2 separate regions of the Mus musculus genome follow, and region 1 is linked to region 2. The links are chromatin contacts, called in public promoter capture Hi-C maps. All regions are on one chromosome and are shown on one strand. The core of a region is the stretch at or near the end of the contact, and the rest is flanking DNA. Distances in the headings are between cores, read along the strand shown.

Evidence for each region. Promoter capture Hi-C pulls out the DNA fragments that hold promoters and counts their contacts.
Region 1: a contact with region 2 is called in a promoter capture Hi-C map of liver, with 4 times the contacts expected there. The contact joins two enhancer-like sites. A contact is called at or near these places in 4 of 39 promoter capture datasets (the C10 cell line, HPC-7-derived erythroid cells and liver), 6 of 15 datasets of contacts at CTCF or cohesin (CD8 T cells, the G1E-ER4 cell line, embryonic stem cells and 2 more), 79 of 484 Hi-C or Micro-C datasets (the AML12 cell line, B cells, the Ba/F3 cell line and 45 more) and 9 of 115 datasets of contacts at active chromatin or transcription factors (astrocytes, bone marrow-derived macrophages, craniofacial prominence and 5 more).

The regions. Positions count from the first base shown.
Region 1 is chr4:134,895,422-134,899,782 of GRCm38.p6, reverse strand. Tmem50a (transmembrane protein 50A) reads left to right here. Exons shown (of 7, transcript NM_027935.2): 7 at 1,307-1,934. The coding sequence ends at 1,352. It overlaps Rhd (Rh blood group, D antigen), which reads right to left. Exons shown (of 10, transcript NM_011270.3): 10 at 3,611-3,829. The coding sequence ends at 3,803. Among named protein-coding and RNA genes, the nearest start is that of Tmem50a, 17 kb to the left of the region's middle. Within about 2 kb of position 2,307, at least 2 of the 459 cell types and tissues checked have an H3K27ac peak or open chromatin away from gene starts, as enhancers often do. A contact at or near this core is called in liver, where this site is marked.
Region 2 is chr4:134,797,286-134,801,333 of GRCm38.p6, reverse strand. No RefSeq gene overlaps it. Among named protein-coding and RNA genes, the nearest start is that of Ldlrap1, 31 kb to the right of the region's middle. Within about 2 kb of position 2,258, at least 33 of the 459 cell types and tissues checked have an H3K27ac peak or open chromatin away from gene starts, as enhancers often do. A contact at or near this core is called in liver, where this site is marked.

The DNA of each region.
Region 1 (4,361 bases), core at 1,058-3,557, 98 kb before region 2:
CCATGGAGGGGTGCTGCTTACAGGCTTGCTCCCCATGGCTTACTTGACTTGTTTTCTTAATGAACCAAGGCCCACTGGCCCAGGGATGGCCCCACCCACAGTGGGCTGGGCCCTCCCCAGTCAATCACTAGTTAAGAAAATGCTCTACAAGCTTGCTTATAACTCAATTTCATGGGGAGGTATATTCATAATTAAGGCTCTGACCTCTCTGATAACTTGAATTTGTGTTTCCATAAAACCAGTTGCCTCACCCCCGTTGTTTGAACTCCTGCTTACCCGTCAAAGCCCCTTTCAAATATCACCATTCACCATCCTTTGGATCCTTTTTTTTTTTTTTTTTAATTTTTGGGGTTTTTTTGTTGTTGTTTTTTGAGACAGTGTTTCTCTGTATAGCCCTGGCTGTCCTGGAACTCACTTTGTAGACCAGGCTGGCCTCAAACTCAGAAATCCACCTGCCTCTGCCTCCCGAGTGCTAAAGGCACTCCCGAGGACTAAAGGCATGCGCCACCACGCCTTTTTTAATATTACTGAATGTGTGTGTGACTGTGAGTGTGCACGTGTGCACACGTGCTGCCGCACAGGGAGGTCAGAGGATCGCTGTTAACAGTTGGTTCACCAAAAGAAAAAAAAAACAGTTGGTTCACCACCTTTGTGTGGTTCAGGGAACTCGGGTTGCCAGGGTTCCCAGCAAATGCTTTACCTGTGGAGCCACCGCCCTGCCCTTCTGAATCACTTCAAACAAATTCAGAAACTGACAGCAGGGCATAGAGCTTTGTGCTTAGACCCTCAGCACTGTACGGTAGAGGCAGACGGATTGCTGTAAGTTCAAGGGTAACCTGGTTTAGATCGTAGGTGCCTTGCCAGCCCAGGCTACTCATTAAGACCCCTATCTCATAAAAACAAAAAGAGCTGAATTCATTCAAGGAGAATGAGCTTGTGGCTTGGACCTCCTTGGTGTTTGGAGTGTGACAGGTGATCGGATGCCAGCAGGTCGAGGAGGGACACTATGTCTTACTTGTCTGTCTGGGTCTTGCACGCCAGGACAGCCCATAAGGAGCGTGGATGGGGCGGAGTCGCAGCTCAGTGCTAGCGTGCCTACCCCCAGGCCTTGAGTTCCGCCCCCCACTGACCTGCAGGTCTGGGGACGGTGACAGGGAATAGCAGTGGAACATTATGAACGATTCGTGTCTCTAGGACAGTTGGCGTGTGTGGCTCTCGGGTGCTTTCTCTGCAAGTCACAGGCTTCCCATCGTTCTAGAAGTTTCCCAAGCCAGGCAGTCATGTTTGCTTCTCGTTCTGTCTGCAGAGGGCTGGTTTTCAAGTTTGGCCGTACGGAGGACTTGTGGCAGTGAAGACGTCGCTTCTGCAACACAGCCGCCGTGCATGGGCTTCTTTTTGCACCCTGCTCACCCACCCAGTCTTTTGTAATACTGTTTTCTAAACTTATTTCTGAGTATAATCTCAGCTTGAAATTGTATAATGCTAGAATCATGAGAGCTCCTATGTGTACTGCAGCAGCCCAGTGTGGCGTGAGCCCCATCAGCTTTTACCACAGGAAAGGAAACCGCTGACGTGAGTCGCTTCTGCCAGCTTCTATCATGGTCTAAAGAGTTGGTGATGCAGGCCAGGCGTGGTGGCACATACCTTTAATCCCAGCACTCGGGAGGCGGAGGCAGGCGGATTTCTGAGTTCGAGGCCAGCCTGGTCTACAAAGTGAGTTCCAGGACAGCCAGGGCTGCAGAGAAACCCTGTCTCGAAAAACCAAAAAAAAAAAAACAAAAAAACAAAAGAGTTGTTGATGGAGAAATGGTGGAGTCTTTGGGGTGAGGATTCGCTCTGGGGTCCAAAGTGTTTATTAACGCGGCCTCTTCTATGTCCGGTGTTGAATAATGTGTAAACATTTTCTTGTTATTAAAAACTATTTAGTGGTCAGAGTTCTTTCTCGTTATACCTTATATATAGTTGGATCAGAAATACTGCATCTTCCTTTTCATGTTAATGGCCTAAGGTAACCTGGGACCACAGGTCATGGCTCTCTTGACCAGAGAGCTGTTCAAAACATGCAAGGGAAGAAAGAGCTTTGAATCTCCATGGTCATGACAAGAATTCCTGTCCTGCCCAGGCTAGTGAGTCTGTGAAAGGTGGCACTTTAGAGTCAGGAGTAATGTGTGCCATCCTGGCAGGATAATGGTGGACTTGGCAGGAGTGCCCAGGCCAAACAGTGGAGCTGAACACAGTCTGTGACCCTGGGCGCAGTCAATAACCCTGGGCACAGCCAATCAGTGACTCTGGGTGCAGTCAGTCAGTGACCCTGGGCACAGACAGTGACCCTGGGCATAGTCCGTGACCCTGGGCGCAGTCAGTGGCCCTGGGCACAGTCAGTCTGTGACCCTGGATGCAGTCAGTCCGTGACCCTGGACACAGTCAATCTGTTACCCTGGACACAGACAGTGACCCTGGGCGCAGTCAGTCAGTGACCCTGGGTTCAGTCAGTGACCTTTTTGCTTACATATTTAAAAACGTAATACTGTGGAACTGAAGGGTTTCTATGGAGATCATTCATTTGTTGGAGATTTCCAGGAGAACTGAGGACCCAAGATGCACCAGACTCACTTGACTGACCAGTGCCCGGCTCCTCAGCTGATGGAGATGTCCCTCCCTGAGGAGGAGCAAACTTCCTGAAGCCAGCAGAGGAGGCTATGTAGAGATCGCCAGTCCAGAAGATACCGAACGAAAACAAATGCAAGCAAAGGTAAAAGAGAAAGGGCAAACATTTCAGTGTGAGTGATGCCTGAGAGCCTCCCAGAGAATGTAAGAACATGCTAGAGAAGCCCAGGCTACCGCCAGCCTCCCATCCCTCCTGTGGACATCGGGAGCAAGAACAGGTGACCTGCTGTGGCACACGATCCTGGTAAACACTCCACACGTGCCAGGAGTGGAAAGAGGACAGGGTATACAGACTTGACGGTAACTTAGGTGTCAATTTCTAGGGCTCCACAGTCTGACTCAGGTGAGAATTTGTTTTGATATTTGCTTGAATTCTGATTCCTTTCATCTCTGAATAGATAACCCGAATTTAGCAGACCACAGGGTCTGTTACCACGATACAGACCAGCTGTCGGGGACTCTGATGGTCTGTCCTCCACTGGAGGAGGCTCTTGTGACACCCTCGGGCTCCCACCTCACACAATACTACAAACTCTTCAAAGCTAAGCTTGAAGCCCTAACCTTCTGCAATTGCCCTTTGGGAGCTGTGATCAGTGTCGTAGACAATTAGACGTATAGAATCTTCCGCATCCACTGTCCTTGGGTTTGAATGACGTTGGCTCTTCAGGACACAGAAGGACAGCTTTGCTGTTGTTTCCCCCGTGACATTCCACAGAGGGTGGAACTTGGCAGGGGTCTCCGGTGAGTCTACCTCTTAGGAACTCGAGAGTGTTCTCCCTCACTCCCCAACCAGCCCCACTCTCTCTCCACAAGCACAGCCTGGGGAAGGCTGAGGACCTCGTAAAACCGCTGGATCCAAAGCCTGCGTGCCGTGACCAGAGGTAAGAGTTAGCCACCTGGGCAGAGGTTTTATTTAAGTGTGAGAAGAAAGAGACCTTGTGGATAGAATTGGACCAGAACTTTAATGAGGTGTATTCATCCCAAAGTATTAATAGTCTCTGTCATGAAACCAAACATACTATTTAAACTAAGATGACCACTCGGAAGCCTTTCTTGTAACACAGGATGCAGACAAAAGGGACACAAAGAAAGGGCATCTCTCTTCTCACCCGGCTTCGCTCTCAGATGATTTCGGTTAAAATCCAACCGCCAAGTGTGGGAACTGTGAAGGCAGAGTGTGTTTATTTTATTTTAGTATTTTACTTGATTGGTTTTTGTTTTTTTGAGACAAGAGTTTCTCTATGAAGCTCCGGTTGTCTTGGAACTCACTCTGTAGACTAGGCTGGGATTAAAGGCAAGCGCCACCACACCTGGCTGTCACTTTCAAAATCTTAAATTAGGAGAGATTGCCTGTATATTTCTCTTTCTGGTTTTTTTTTTAATTGTTTTTACTTTTTGTTTTGTTTTGCTTTATTTAGTTTTTTGTTTTTGTTTTTGTTTTCTGAGGCAGGGTTTCTTTGTGTAGCCCTGGCCCTTGACCACTCTAGACCAGACTGGCCTCAAACTCAGAGAGATCCACCTGCCTCTGCCTCCCTAGTGCTAGGACTAAAGATGTGCACAACCACATCCAGCTTTAATTATTTTTAATTAAAAAAATGTGTGTGGAAGATTTGCTTGTATGTACGTCTGTGCACTGTGCACATGCGTGGTTCCTGCCTTGGTTATCAGAGAACATCCAGTCCCTAGAACCGGAG
Region 2 (4,048 bases), core at 1,009-3,508:
GTTGAGGCCCTCAATCCCTTCACCTTATCAAGGAAGAGTCAATAACTCGCTATGGCTAGAGCCAGCTTCCTCTGGGTTCTTCCCTGTGCTTGCCTCCAGGGCCTGAAACTGAAGGTGTGCACGTGGTCCTTGTGTGGCTTCTGAGGACCCCCAGCTCCTGTTCTGAGGTTTGTATCGTAATTAACCACTTAGCCATCCCTAGCCCTCAAGCACTTGCCAAGGAAAGCCACCCCTGTTGTTCTGTGGTCCACCAGGAGCCCTGTGGTCTGGCCACGCGTACCACATGGTAGGCATCAGCCCCCAGCTCTGCCATCAGCCCTGAGGGGTGTTGCTTCTTGAATCTGTGACAAAATTCAGAGCGCTTGGACTCTCCAGGGCCTCCCTGCAAGGTCTGACCTGCAAGGAGTCGCTCTAAGACAGGCCCGACAGCTGTACGTGTGACATGGACTTCGATGTGCCCAGCAGCTGTGGGCCTCACTCACAGCCTCCGTGGCCCAGGCCCTCACGCTCATCTGACCCTGCATTTTAATAAGGTCACCTGCGGAGCCCTATCCTGAGTGACAGCCCCAAGCCCCTCTTTAGGCTTTTGGGATTTTAGAATGAAGAGCTTAGCTGCTGAGGGCTGAAGGAGGTGAAGATCTCTAAACCCTACTTCTTGTTTTGAGATAAGTCTCACCATGTAGCTCTTGACTGGCCCATGGAACTGGCTATGTAGACCAAAGTGGAATACAAGAGATCCTGCCTCTGTCTCTCTCCATGTCTGTCCCCTCCCTCCCTCCCTCCAGCTGGAAGCCCAGGCTAGGAGGATGGAGTCTCCTTTGCTGCCCAGCAATGGCTGATCAAAGCAGGTCAGCATCATCACCCAGGGACCCAGGGCAGGTAAACGCCCAAGCGAGGGACCTGAAGTGTGTGTGTCGTCCTATTGGAGCATCTTGAAACAGTGCCATACTGCAGGGTTTTAGACGAGTCTAAACAGACTGCCTCCAGGACAGGCAGAGAGCAGAAGGAGCCTATTCACCATGTCTCCCATCTGCCTGTCTGCTTTCCTGTGTTTCTTGTCAGATTTCCCCCACAAGTGTCTGCTTGTTTTAGCAAGGCGCGAAGATTCCTTCAACAGCCCGGTGCTCGGAGAACAAGTTAGGCTTTTTCTGGTCCTTCCTCCAGGAAGGATTCTGGCTGACACAGTCCAACAATCTTAGTTCTCCCAAGGGTACCATGCTCTTCTTGCCTCCTTCCTTCCTTGGCTGGCTCTGAACAGCTCTGCCTTCTCCCGTCTCAGCTCCTCTGCCCTTGCTCGCTGTTCAAGCTCAGTCCTCCTTGGGCTGGGCTCTCTAGAGCCTGGAGTTGCTCTCTGTAGTACTTCTCGAAAGCATCTAAGGCTTACCTGTGCAAGAAGTCAAGATGAGCATTGTCAAAAATAATTTAAAAAAATAAAATTAAATTAAAAAAAAAAAGATGAGCATCTTCTGGAAGCTGCTCTGTCCTCGTTCTTAGCAGTGCAGTCTGGATACAGTGGAGATAACGGGGATGTGGAACTGAGGGTGGCAGGACCTTTAGTGAGTTTGACCTGAAACCTGTAGTTACGTTTTATTTCCTTTCACGTTTATTTCCTGGGATGGGGCTGAAGGAGGTGAGTCACAGCAGATGTGTAGATGTCAGAGTGGGCTCCTGTAGGTACCAGGTTTGGCTACAGGCTCTTTACCTGTGACACCATGGCTGGACCCTAAACCTGCACTAGTCCTTCGGTTCCCCTCTCCAGCCCCAACTGAATCTGAGAACCTCTGAGAGCCACTGACCTGAACCGCTGCCTGAAGCCATGTCCACCAGCTGCCAGCAGAGGGCGCAGGCTATCTCAGCCCTGGCTACTCCCCACCCGCCAGCTCAGCTGGGCATGGGAGGCTCTTCCCTAAAGACTTTGCTACAGAGTCTGTCACTGACAAACACCAAGTCACCTCCTAGGGGTGCTGAGTGGCCAGGTACTGGATAGATGCAGCTTACTAGTGAGGAAGGCTTCCCTGGCTTCCCTCCCACTGGTATATATCCCCAAATTTCCAACAGTAAACCTGATTACTTTCATAATAAATGAATTTTAAAACAGTTTAAATGTAATTGAAAGACAAATCAAGGGAAGAAAAGAAGGAAGGAGAGTGGTGAAATGATTCAGGGGGTGAAAGTGCTTGCTATGTAAGCCTTCAGGACCTGACCTTGATCCCCAAATTCCATGACAGAAGCAGAAAACTGACTACGGAGCATTGACCTCTGACCACCATGCCTGCCTTGGCGCCTTTGCACTTTTGGTCACATGCACAATAATAGGAGGAGGGGAAGAGGGAGGAGAGGGAGGAGAAGGGAGGAGAGGGAGGAGAAGGGAGAAGAGGGAGGAGAAGGGAGAAGAGGGAGGAGAAGGAAGAAGAGGGAGGGGGAGAACGACTCAGAAAGGAGCTATGCAGCCTAAGGGAAGTCCCTCTAGCACTTACCCCCAGCTGTTAGTTCTCCTGGGGTGTCTGCCTGAGGGAGAAAGTTAGTGGGGTCACAGTCGTCCGAGTGCTCAAGGTAGCTGAGGGTTTGTCTTGTCACCTCAGCAGTGCACTGTCCCCAGAGTTGGAGTTCAGAGTGTTTGGGTTCAGACTGCCCAAGGACAGTGATCCACTCGTTCACACATGGCTGTTCTGAAATGCTAGGAACATCCACAGCCGAGTGGCGGGGAGTAGGCCAAGGTATTTAACCTCAGAGGTGCCCCCCTCTGCTCCCGTGGCTGTGGACATACTGTTTGAGTTGCATAGAATCTCAGACATTTAAAATTGGGAGAGCCAGGTGATGCGGGTGATGGTGGCAAGTGCCTTTAATCTCAGCACTTGGAAGGCAGAGGTAGGCAGAGCTCTGTGAGTTCGAGGACAGCCTGGTTGACAGAGCAGGTTCCACGACAGCTGGGGCTACACAGAGAAACCCTGCCTTGAAATGAGAGAGAGAGAGAGAGAGAGAGAGAGAGAGAGAGAGCAAGTTCTATCAATCATCTATCATTTATCTGTCAACTATGTATTTATCTATTGATTATCATCTGTCTGTCTATCTATCTGTAATCCATTTAGAGATAGTATCTTGCTATGTAGCGTCCAGGCTGGCCTTGAACTCTGTTACCCACCGCTTTGGCATCTCAACAGCTGGGATGACAGACAGGCTTGAGCTCCCATGCCTGATACATTTGTTTTTGAAACTGTGTCTCTGTGTAGAGCAGGCTAGCCACAATCCCCATCCCTTCTGCCTCTGAGTGCTGCTACTGTGGGCTCTTGGACCATACCTGGCCAAGGATTTGGAGTGTCTGTTCAAACACCTGCATACCCAGCCCACTTCTGTACTCCCTGCAGGCCCTGGGAGAGGCGGGGCCGTGGCTCCCACTCTGCCTGCTTGGTGGATTACCTAGGGCCTGGTATCATGCCCTTTTCTACCAACCTGACATCTGGGCTGAATTGAGCTGTGTGGTTTTTGGCAGCAGGGTTGGAAAACGGACTAGAGGACAGGGCTTGAGAGCGACCTTCTGTCCCGGTGACTTGGGGCCTCAGAGGAAATAAATTCTGGTGGCTGGAGCTGGAGAAGTTGGAGCTAGACTCGGTCTCTCACTTCCCCCAGTCACTGAGCTTCTCTCTAGGCCCCAGCCTCCATTTCTCTCAGTCACATCTCTTACAGTGATGTTTACCAATGTCACCTAGCCCAAGAAGGTCCGTGAACATCACCTGCATTGGTGATTTGTAGGCTTCATCGACTGAGGCTTGCTCTCCTTTGCTGTCTTGCCCAAGCTGGCCTCAAATTCCTGGGTTCAAGTGGTCCTCTGGCCTCAAGCTTCTGACATAGCTGGGACCACAGGCATGCACCACCATAACTGGCTTTATCTCAGGTTTTCCGATAATAAACCATAGGATCTGTGGCCAGGAGAAGCTCAAAGGGGACAGAGGCAGAGCAAGCACTGTGCTGTCAGGAAAGGTGAGGAAGCCAGCCAGAGAGAGAAAGCAGCCAGCCAGCAGGGCAGTTGGCTGGCAGGAGCTGCCCCTGC